Regions from separate parts of the Arabidopsis thaliana genome. Here region 2 is linked to region 1. A link is a contact called in public capture Hi-C data. All regions are on one chromosome and are shown on one strand. Each heading gives the region's core, a stretch centred on a gene start, on an enhancer-like site or on the middle of the called end of the contact. The rest is flanking DNA. Distances are from core to core; before and after follow the strand shown. Region 1 holds the start of GRF6 (G-box regulating factor 6). Region 2 holds the start of CAS1 (cycloartenol synthase 1).

Region 1 (4,940 bases), core at 1,982-4,481:
CTGCTGCTGGGCTCGAAGATCCTGATGTTGATGATGATGAGGTAATACATAAACTTCAATCCAATTCATGGAACTACACAAATGCAAAACACAATGTCACACTAAGTCTGTTTTGGTGAGTACAGGTACCTACTTCGGGTGTAAGGCGAAGAAGGGCGTTATCGTCATCAGACGAAGAAGGTGAATTAATGGAGGAGAGTCATCCAAATTCAAGCCCCCAGAAAGAAAAAGAAGAGAGCAATGGGGAAGCTGGTGATCCTAACATGGAGGAAGAAGAGGAAGAGGAAGAGGCCAATTGAGAGATATTTCATACATAACAACAGATATCTCTTGTGTGTTTGTAACTTTAGTGACAAAGATTTCATTGATTCAATTTCTCTAGTAGTCAGAGTGTGAAGACAATTTACATTCACAGGCCAAGGATGATCAGTTTGTATTTTGGGTTATTTGGATTGAGCCTTGTTTTTATTTGCTATTGTTACTAATAGAAAAGCTTTTTTCTTTTTCAATGTTTTTAAACCCGACCCGGACAGTAAATCGGATTACCTTCTGGATCACCAGGTCATGGGGTCAACCGGGTTGGACTACGGGTCAATTGATTAAAATTTACTTAATATACTTAATGTCAATAGAAATTACTTAATTTTCATAAATATAAAACAAAAATAATCATATCATGTTTAACAAAATATGAAATCAAACAATAATAGAAAGTGACTAAATTTTTCAATCCAACTAGCAGTCTAAACCCGTAACAAATATATTAGGAGATCATCAATGACGAAAATAAACTAATAAAACATATATCTCGAATTCAAACAACTAATCTCGGTTGTCTTTCTCACCAATTCATTGATTTTCTTAAAGCAGAATTATGAAGTCTTCACCAAAATCTAAAATATCAAATGAGATAAAAAAGTGAAAATAAATTCCAAAAATAATTGAATAAAGCTCAAATATTTTTTTTCAAACTCAAACATTTTTTTTTCAAACTCAAATAGTCTAAAATGCTATATTTAATTCCAAACTCAAATAATGTTTTTAAAACTTACACTCGGCCGGTTCAACCGGTTGACAGAGTCACAGGTTAAGGCGAGTATTTTCGAGTTTGAAATTGTCGGATATTAGCACTAAATTTAAACAGAAAAGTGTCTAGATCGCGGATTAACCGTCTAACTGGACGGTACGAGTCGGCCGTAAAAACACCGGTTGAAACAACTTGATACGTAGTCAATGGTTAATGAAAGCAAAATAGTAAACTAAAAATAAATAAAGAAATAAAAAATACAGAAGAGTGTTGTCAGAAGGAAGTGGAAGAGTCAGAAACGTGGGTGTGTGTGTGTGTGGTCTTGAAGGATTTGGTACTGTTTCTGCAGTTTCTTCTGTTCCCTTTTACTTTAATTTTTCTTTTGGGTTTTTAGGTTTCATGTTGCTCTCTCTCTCTCTCTCTCTCTCTGTAGGATCTCTTTCAACTTTTCAGAACATATTGACTGCAATTATAGTTTATAAGCAACAAAATTACACGCACACACAAGTATAATTTGCTTTATGTCATGTACTCATGTGTGTGAGTGAAGAAATAATAATTCAGTTTGATGAGAATAAGAGAAGTCGTCTTTCTCTCTCACTGAGTCAGAGCAGAAAGCTTTTGATTGGGTGTGTGGCTTTTTCAGACCTGACCAAACTCAGTCAGGGAGCAGAACTCAACTCAACTCAATTGCAAAACCTGTCTTTTTTTTACTCTTTTCTTATTTTCTTCATCATTTTTTTCTATAACATAACCTTTAAGAAAAATTATTTACTGTTTTAATTATAAAAAAAAACTATTTACTATCCACAGTAAATAGTTTAATGAACAAGTTTCTGACAAAAAGAATCAGAAATAATTAATTACAGAAACATGAATTGATAAATTTGTTGCTAATCAATGACTTAGTGACATCGTACTATCACTAATATTGACAAGAGATGAGCAGAAACAATTTAAACATTGAAACCAAACTAATATAACTACTTTACACAAGTTAAATCTTTTATGCTAATATAATGCATGGATCACAAAAAGAAACTCCTAATTAAATTAGACAAAAAAAGAGAGAATTTGCATTACCATCTTAACAAGAAATACAAGGTTATAAGAACAAAAGATGATCAAATGAAGAGTGAAGTAGAAACAGAAGATTTAGAAGAAGGCCATTCATCAAGAAACCTATAAAACCTCTTGCTTCCTTGCTCTTCTTCATTATCATGATCTCTTTGTTTCAGCTTCTCCTCTAACATCAATGGCCTCTCACGTGTCCTCAAGTCAGTACCAAGGATGAAGCAATGTCGATCCGGCTGCTTCTCCTCGTTGTTGATGCCTCTACATGAGCCATCATCATTATCTTCCATTGCTGAGCCAGAGCAGCTTTTGATTGACCCGGAAGGTTCTATGGAGAAGAAATCATCCATGTATCCACTTCTTCTTCTTCTACTTTCAAACATGTTTTGAAGATAAAAAATAGTCAATCATTGTGTTGTCATTAGAGTAAAACAGAGGAGGAAGGTGTGTTTGAAACCTGGAAGAAGAGTCGAGAAAGAGATTTGGAGTGAATTGAGTAGGAGGAGGCTTTCTTGAGGAAGAACGGTTCTTGCCTCTATGCATATGTCTCTCACAGTACTTAGAGTCAGGGTAAGCTTCTTTAGAGCATCTCCATTTCTTGCCATCAGTTCTTCTACATCTTCCTGGCTCTGCATCTATCTTTCTTCCCATTCCCATCTCATACACATTCCACCCAACTGAAAAAAAAGAGTCAAATTCGTTTACATTATCACCAAACCCTAAGGATAACCATCATAGAGCACAAAGCAAAGAAGATAAAGTGTGCTTACAGTGTGGAGAAAGAGTGGGAGAGAAGAAGCTTGAAGAAGAAGATGAAGAAGAAGAAGAAGAGAAGAGAAAGGGTCTTTTGATGAGGAAGAGAAGATGAGGTGGAACAGGCATATTTGCAGCTAAGTACTTGAACACAAGAGCTTGGTTTTCAAGTTCTTCCCATTGTGATTCTGTGAATGGAATCCTTGTAGCCATGAAGAGAGAAAGAGAAAGAGAGATGAAGAAGAAAGAGAGATTAAAGATTGGGATTTGTATTGGAAAATTGAAAGTGTAAGAGAGTAGTAGGTATGTTTTTATTGATAAAGTGTCCATTGGTCACCTGCAGTCTGCAGAATCTCTGTGCTTCATGTCCTCTTCTTGTTTATTATTCCTTTTTCTTATTTCTTAAAATTTTCTTTTCAGCTTTAGTTTTGGTTTTATCTTAAGCACCATTTCAGGTTTTTCTTTTCCTTCTTAAAAGCTAAATTTTGTGACAAGGGGCATAGATAACTTATGTTTAATTTATTTACGTATTATATTCAGGAGTTTGTAACTTTTGTTTGCGTTTAGAAAAACGAGAAAATTTGGTAACCGAAAAGAGAATCTACCAAGTTACATACGTATACGTAAACAATATCCTTCGGGATTGACTCTATTAAGTTCTAATTATTTTTGGTTGACAAAAAAAAAATCTAACAAGTCATGAAACTTAAGAGGTAAAGTTGTGTACAAAATAATAAGACATTAAAAATTTCAGCTCTAATGTTGGGTTGTTATGATATCTTTTGAGTCATATAACTTATATCTCAAACTTTAGTATATGTGAGAAAGAAAAAATAAGAAAAAAAAAATACTTATTTGTGAAAGAAGCTTGAATTTAACCCTACAATATTTAAGATGTTTTTAGCATTTATATTCGATCCTAAATATAGTAAGTAAATAGCCAAGTGAGAGGATTTATGTCCCTCTTCTATTCTTCTTAATGTTTTAACTATAAAAAAAGAAACATGTAAGCATATTGCAACTATTACAAAGATCGTTATAAAGGTTTAGCTAACCACAAAGAACATTCTCTTAATCATTCATTATAGTATTAGAAAATAAAATGAAAGAAGTCCAATTGTAATGAGTTTATAAATTTTGAATTATACCAAATCATTATTTTTGTTCTTCAATCAAATAAACCGTATCGTGTAATGTGACATCTTTGGTTAGATAGACGACTCGTAGTACTCGTAGCTCCAACACATTCGACATTTATAAAATTAAGTGTACACGGTCCACTTGTGTTAAAAACACTATGCATGAATAATAAATTGTTTTGAATAAAAAATATTTATGAGAATAGAAGTAAAAAAGTTTGAGAGAGAGAGAGGGAAAATAATGAGTGAGTCTGCAAACTCTGAAAACTTCTGCACTCTCTGCGACTCTTCCCTTTCACAGCTCTCACTCACTCCCATACACACCCATCACTCATGCCACATCTCTTTCTCCCTCTTTTATTTTTGTTTTCTTTTGAATTTTTCTAAATTATTTTATATTTCTCAAAAGAAAAAAAACTGTGATTATTTTAATTATCTTTTTTCTTTGTTAAAGATTATTTTAATTATCAAAATTTAAAATTTTGTTCATGCCTATGTAAATAATTCATTTGAAGTCGGTCATCAAATGAAGTTAGACCCAATGCATTAACAGATGGTGGGGGTTTGTGAAAAAACCTCAGAAACTTACACTTCATAAAAACATGATTTATTTTCTTAGGAAAACCTCTAATACTAAAAATACATCTAAATTGATCATATAAATCATGTTTTTTATCCAAAAATATATAAGGTTGATAAATTAACTATATTTAAAAAGACTATATTTGAGACGTAACGATTTAAAAATATTTAGGCAGTTTTTTTTGAAAGATTAGAAACGATTATGTTGAAGTTATAAATAAAAGGTGTTTCACATAATACATACTCATAAATAAAGTTAATAGCATCTTAATCGTCTTCAATTTCTCTTTTATATATGAGACCGATTAATTTCCATGTAAAGATTATTTAATATTGACGGGAAGCAAAACATAAAGAACACTAAG
Region 2 (5,126 bases), core at 822-3,321, 500 kb before region 1:
CAGTATTAGCAGATCCAAGCAAAAAGATGAGTCAAGTAACAGAAATTTTCATACGATAACTTTAAAGGACAGATAGAGGTCAAAACTTTAGTACCGATAGCCACATTTTCCCCCAAGATGTAATATTGGTAGCACCACCATGATTTAGTATCCAGTCTCGTCCTTTCTCCATATCTCCATCTCCATCGTTAGGTCCTTCTCCAAGCAACCTTAGAGTAACATAGTTCAACACAGACCCAAACATGGTGCTAGGGCCCTCAATATGTAAACCCCAACCTCCGTCCTCATTCTGAAACCACATGCCACCAATAGTGCAAATTAGTTTAACAATTAGAAAGTAGAAGACGAAAATCTTTGAAACAGAAAGATGTGTAAACATCTATTTTGCGATGGAAAATCCAAGTACAGCATTGCAAGGAAACAGAATTATAGTAAAGATACGAGAAATTTCTTGCCTGGTGATTATAGAGATAACGGCGCATTTCTTGTTTATGTTGTTCCGACAATACTGTATTCAGTGCTCCAGTTATGGAGAGTGTAATTATCTGTAATCAAAAGTAGTTTTTGTCAAGTTTTCCGTAAAATTTGCAAAAGAAAGCTTAGGCACGAAACATATGAACTGACCAGTCCTGGGAGAAGAAACATAGGACCACCATAATCACCTGGCCAGTGCCCGTCGTGTGCCTGTATAGTTGAATAGAAATCTAGACCCCTCTTTAACGTGGTTTCCACCATCTCCTCTGTAACATCATCAGTGTCTTCGATTTTGACTTGAGGTAAAACTGGGCTAATCAAATTTTCTCTTGAAAACTACAAACAGAGAAAGAGAGAGAGCGATAACTATTGGATTAGAAATGGTTGAATATCAGATAACTGTAATCTGTCAAAGGAGTGTGATAGATTAAGCCCTCATGGGATATATCATAGGACAGCAGAAAATTAAGAAGAAAATTAAAGGCTGGACATCAGAGAATTGCAATCAGTCGAAGAATTGCCATAGATCAGGCCCTGATGGAATATCATAAAATTAAAGAGAAAGTCATGGACTCAAAGACTAATAAAAATAATGAAAGCCAAATGATTACAAACTATAGAAACACAAGAGAGTACAATAGGTAGTAAAGAGAAGCCTTCAAATAATGGTAGCAATAAGTTAACACAGATATTCAGATCTCAGCTTTAGACCAAATGCATAACTGGTATCACAACTCTCCCGTTGTAAATAAATCAGTAAAAGAATCATATGGCTTTGTTAGTTTCTCTAGATTGGGATTGTTTTTTCACTTCCATTGAGAAAATGGCGAAGGTAGATTAACTCTAGTTTTTGTTGTTGTATATGCTCTGTGTACTTTTCCATCTATTGTAAACTAGACTCTCCTACATATCCATGGAGTAAGATACAATCAAATCTAGTTACAAGCTAAGTTCACATGCTCCTATCACCTTGAATTGATTTCACATTACAAGTCAAGTGATGAATTAGATTAACTTCAATGTGATGAAGCAACACAGTCCTAAGTATCACTGACTAAAACTTGCGAGATTCGTCACCAGTCAAGACCACACTAAAGTCAACGGAAACAAAGAGAAGCCAGAGATAATACCTGAAGGCGCATAAGCAGATCGGCGCTATGTTTCTGCACGAATCGATTATCCGAAAAAGACTTCCTAGCTTCTTCGACGGCGGCGAGATCCTCAGGAGTACCGAGATTCGGATCGAACTCCCAAAACTGTCTTCCGACGTGATTATTGGTGGTTCTAAGCCATGGACTACCTCCTTCCGCGATCTTCAGTTTCCACATTATCGCTCTCTCGAGAGGGAAAAATATGCCGTTTGATCGGAAAATGAGTTTGAATCAACGATGGATTCTAGAGATTCAGTGAGGAGAAAATCGGAAATTTGGCTATTGTATATTGTGGATGAAATCGAGGATCGAAGAAGAAGACAGAGATGCAGATTTGTGCCAGATGTGTACAATACATCGAATAGAGTGAAAGGATGTGGAACCAACTATAAAGTTAATAGAATAAATAAAATGCTGATTTGTCACGTGATTTCGATATATTTAGTCGATTTCAAGTAGTTGCATTTATATTTTTGGATCTCTTTCCTTTTATTTATGACTCACGGTCGCTTGTTCTAGAGTTCAGATATGTTTAAAAAAAGAAAGAAAGAAAAAAAATCATAGATAATTTGAAAGAAATGTTGAGAATCCAACCGAATCGAAATCTACCAAAATCGAGATTTGATTCTAAGAATATCATCATATATATTTATAAACATTATTATAATTTGACTGTTGAAGTTTAAGATTATTTTAACGTAGTAATGTTTTTTAATTCGTTTTTATGAGAGTTTATTATAAATTTTTTTATTACATTTTGGTTTTTTATTTTTATATAACAAACTAGATTCTGACCCGCACGTACTTGGAGATTTTATATTCTAATAAACATATTAGAATAATTTTTAGTGATATATATATTGTAGTGTATAAATTATAATGTACATAGAAAAATGTATAGTGTTATTTATGACACAATAGCTAATGTTGTGTACCGCATATTATGCGGGTTGTAAGTATTATCGTATGGTTTTTTATTAAAGTTTGTATATGTTTTTTTGTGTTAGTGAATTAAATTATAGTATATATATATATATATATATATATCATAAACTTGTCACTTATCATTATATTTAAAAATATAAGATGTGTGGAAGGTAATGTAAAAATAATAGTGTTTGCAAAAAGTTTTAGTTAAGATTGTTTTTTTTGTTAGTGAATTATATAAAAACATATATATCATAGGTTCCGATTGATAACCACTTTTGAGGAAAAGAATGAGTAGGAAAGTGGTGTTCTTCTTTGTTCCTTAGTTTTTTTACCATTTACAACGTATTTTTGTTCCATTTTCAGACATGTGGGTCCTACATTTTTCATCATCATTTTTCAAAAAAAAAGGAATGATAGAACAAAATTGTTCCACCCCAAAATTGTACAGGAACCAAGAGGAGCAAAAAAATAAAATTCGTTTTATTTATTAAATCAATTTAAAATAGCTTTATGATAATATTTATATTTCTATATATAATATTTTCTATATCTTTAGTATATATTGATATATATATATATATATACTTTTTTATCAAACTTTCAATTTAATGAATGTTATGAATTTATTTTAAATTAGTATAAATAAATGTTTTAAAGTGAAATTTATTTTAAATTTGTAATATAATTTAAATTTTTACTATAAAATAAATAAATGTTTTGAAGAGAAATTTATAATTTAATTTATTTTAAATTCATACAGAACTTTAATTTTAAATGAAATTAATAAACAAAATTCAATAAATGATTTTTTTAGTAATTCTTATGTTAAATATTAGTTCACCTTTTTGGTTACCATTTACCATAATCATTTTGTTCAATTCTTATGTTCCTCTTGGTTCCTACTTATGACTATTTTCCTTTTTTTTGTTCCTTTTTGTTCTTTTTCATTCATATTCCTATTGTTCTTTTTGTCATCACCAATCAGAGCCATAATGTAGTAACATTTCATTGGAAATTTTTATTTTGTTCTTAAAATTACTTTAGTACATACTTTTATTTTTGTTTGATTAGTTTTAATTTTTGAATAGAAATTTTGGTTATTTAAAGATTTAACGATTTTTGCATCATTTATTAATGTTTTATTTATATAAATAGTTTGATTTTGCTGATAACAAATAATTTTAACAGTTTTAGAAGTCTAATAGTTATAAACTTATAATAGAAATGTGTATATTTGTGAAAGAATATTAAATTTTAAACAGTTTAAACTTTCTATACAAAACTACAGTTTATAAATTAAAATTTACTTAAGTGACCCATAATTCAAGCTCTCTAACAAATATGCAAGCTCATGCCATTTTATTCAAAATATAAGTAATCCTATCACCTTTCATTTGCTTTATAACCAAAATAGATTTGACATATGAATATATTTTTAATAATTAAAATTTCATAATCAACTTAAAAAAAAAATAGATGTAGTAATCTACAAAAAGTATAAGTCCTAGAGGTTCTGGACCATTTCCAACACATTTTCTTATTAAGATAGTAGATGTTAAAATTGGTAAGTCACTGGCCCATTAGTCAAGGAGAATAAACTTTTGTTGAGCCGATTAGTACTCCTACACCCATTTAATATTTTCAAATTAATTTATTTATTTGTACAGATTTTTATTTTAAAAACAATCGTTGTCGTCTTATCTTCTTCCCCATTTTGTTTCAAAATTAGGGCTTCCGATTTCGCAGTGCTCACCTTCTTAGGTATCAAAAATCTTTTGAATTTGATAATTTAGATTGAAATTTAGTGCCTTCCGAGCTAGGATTCATGATTTTAAATTGGTTTGATGTATCTCCGGTGATGGTTTCCTTAGCTTCGGACCTTCGGTTTTTCCGATTAATTGCTTCCTTGTCTCTGAATTAGCTGAGTGGCGTTTGATTGAAGTTTTACTTTCCTTTGGGGCCTTTTCTTATGTCTTGAGTTAGAGAAGTGTTATTTTCTTGTTGTATAGTTTCTTACGGGTTATGATCAAAATTTGTGTTTCTTTTTGTCCCTTTTTAACTTTGTAGTTTGAAAATGCCTCGGTATGATGATAGCTATAGGAACACTCGTCTTTTTGTTGGCCGCTTATCATCTAGAACTTGTACCTGAGATCTTGACCATCTTTTTAGCAGAATACTAAAGGTAACAGAGTCTTCTATAATGCTCTTTTAGAAATGTCCATTTGGTAACTGGAAACCCGTCTCATCCTTTTTATGTTTGAAATTTTTCGTCCCATAATAGTTTCCATCCATCACTTGTTCTTTGCTTTAATGGGATGAGCAAGAAGGTAATTTTAGTGTATCTGCTTTAATTTCTCTTATTCTTTTTTTTTTTCTTTTAGAAACTAAAACCCAATGAGCACGTGATGATCATGTTATTGTAACATGTAGACTGATGATGTTAGCCCTTATCAACTAAAACGCAGGATATTCCTTCTTTGGCAAAGTAGAAAATAAGAGAAAATTAAATCAATATCGTATTTATTAAATTCTCACAAAATGATTTTATCTTCTTAATACACTAACTTAGTT

What was found. Capture Hi-C pulls out chosen DNA fragments and counts their contacts.
Region 2: a capture Hi-C map of seedling shows a contact between it and region 1, with 2.9 times the contacts expected there. The contact joins the promoter of CAS1 here to the promoter of GRF6 in region 1. A contact is called at or near these places in 1 of 26 Hi-C or Micro-C datasets (root) and 1 of 3 other capture datasets (seedling).

Annotation. Positions count from the first base shown.
Region 1 is chr2:2,424,467-2,429,406 of TAIR10.1, reverse strand. GRF6 (G-box regulating factor 6) reads right to left here and starts at 3,231. Exons shown (of 3, transcript NM_001335301.1): 1 at 2,872-3,231; 2 at 2,559-2,778; 3 at 2,084-2,470. The coding sequence starts at 3,184. The coding sequence ends at 2,152. It overlaps ELF8 (binding protein), which reads left to right. Exons shown (of 24, transcript NM_126631.7): 23 at 1-41; 24 at 126-504. The coding sequence ends at 299.
Region 2 is chr2:2,921,305-2,926,430 of TAIR10.1, reverse strand. It overlaps CAS1 (cycloartenol synthase 1), which reads right to left and starts at 2,071. Exons shown (of 18, transcript NM_126681.3): 1 at 1,605-2,071; 2 at 625-810; 3 at 456-545; 4 at 95-289. The coding sequence starts at 1,802. It also overlaps AT2G07042.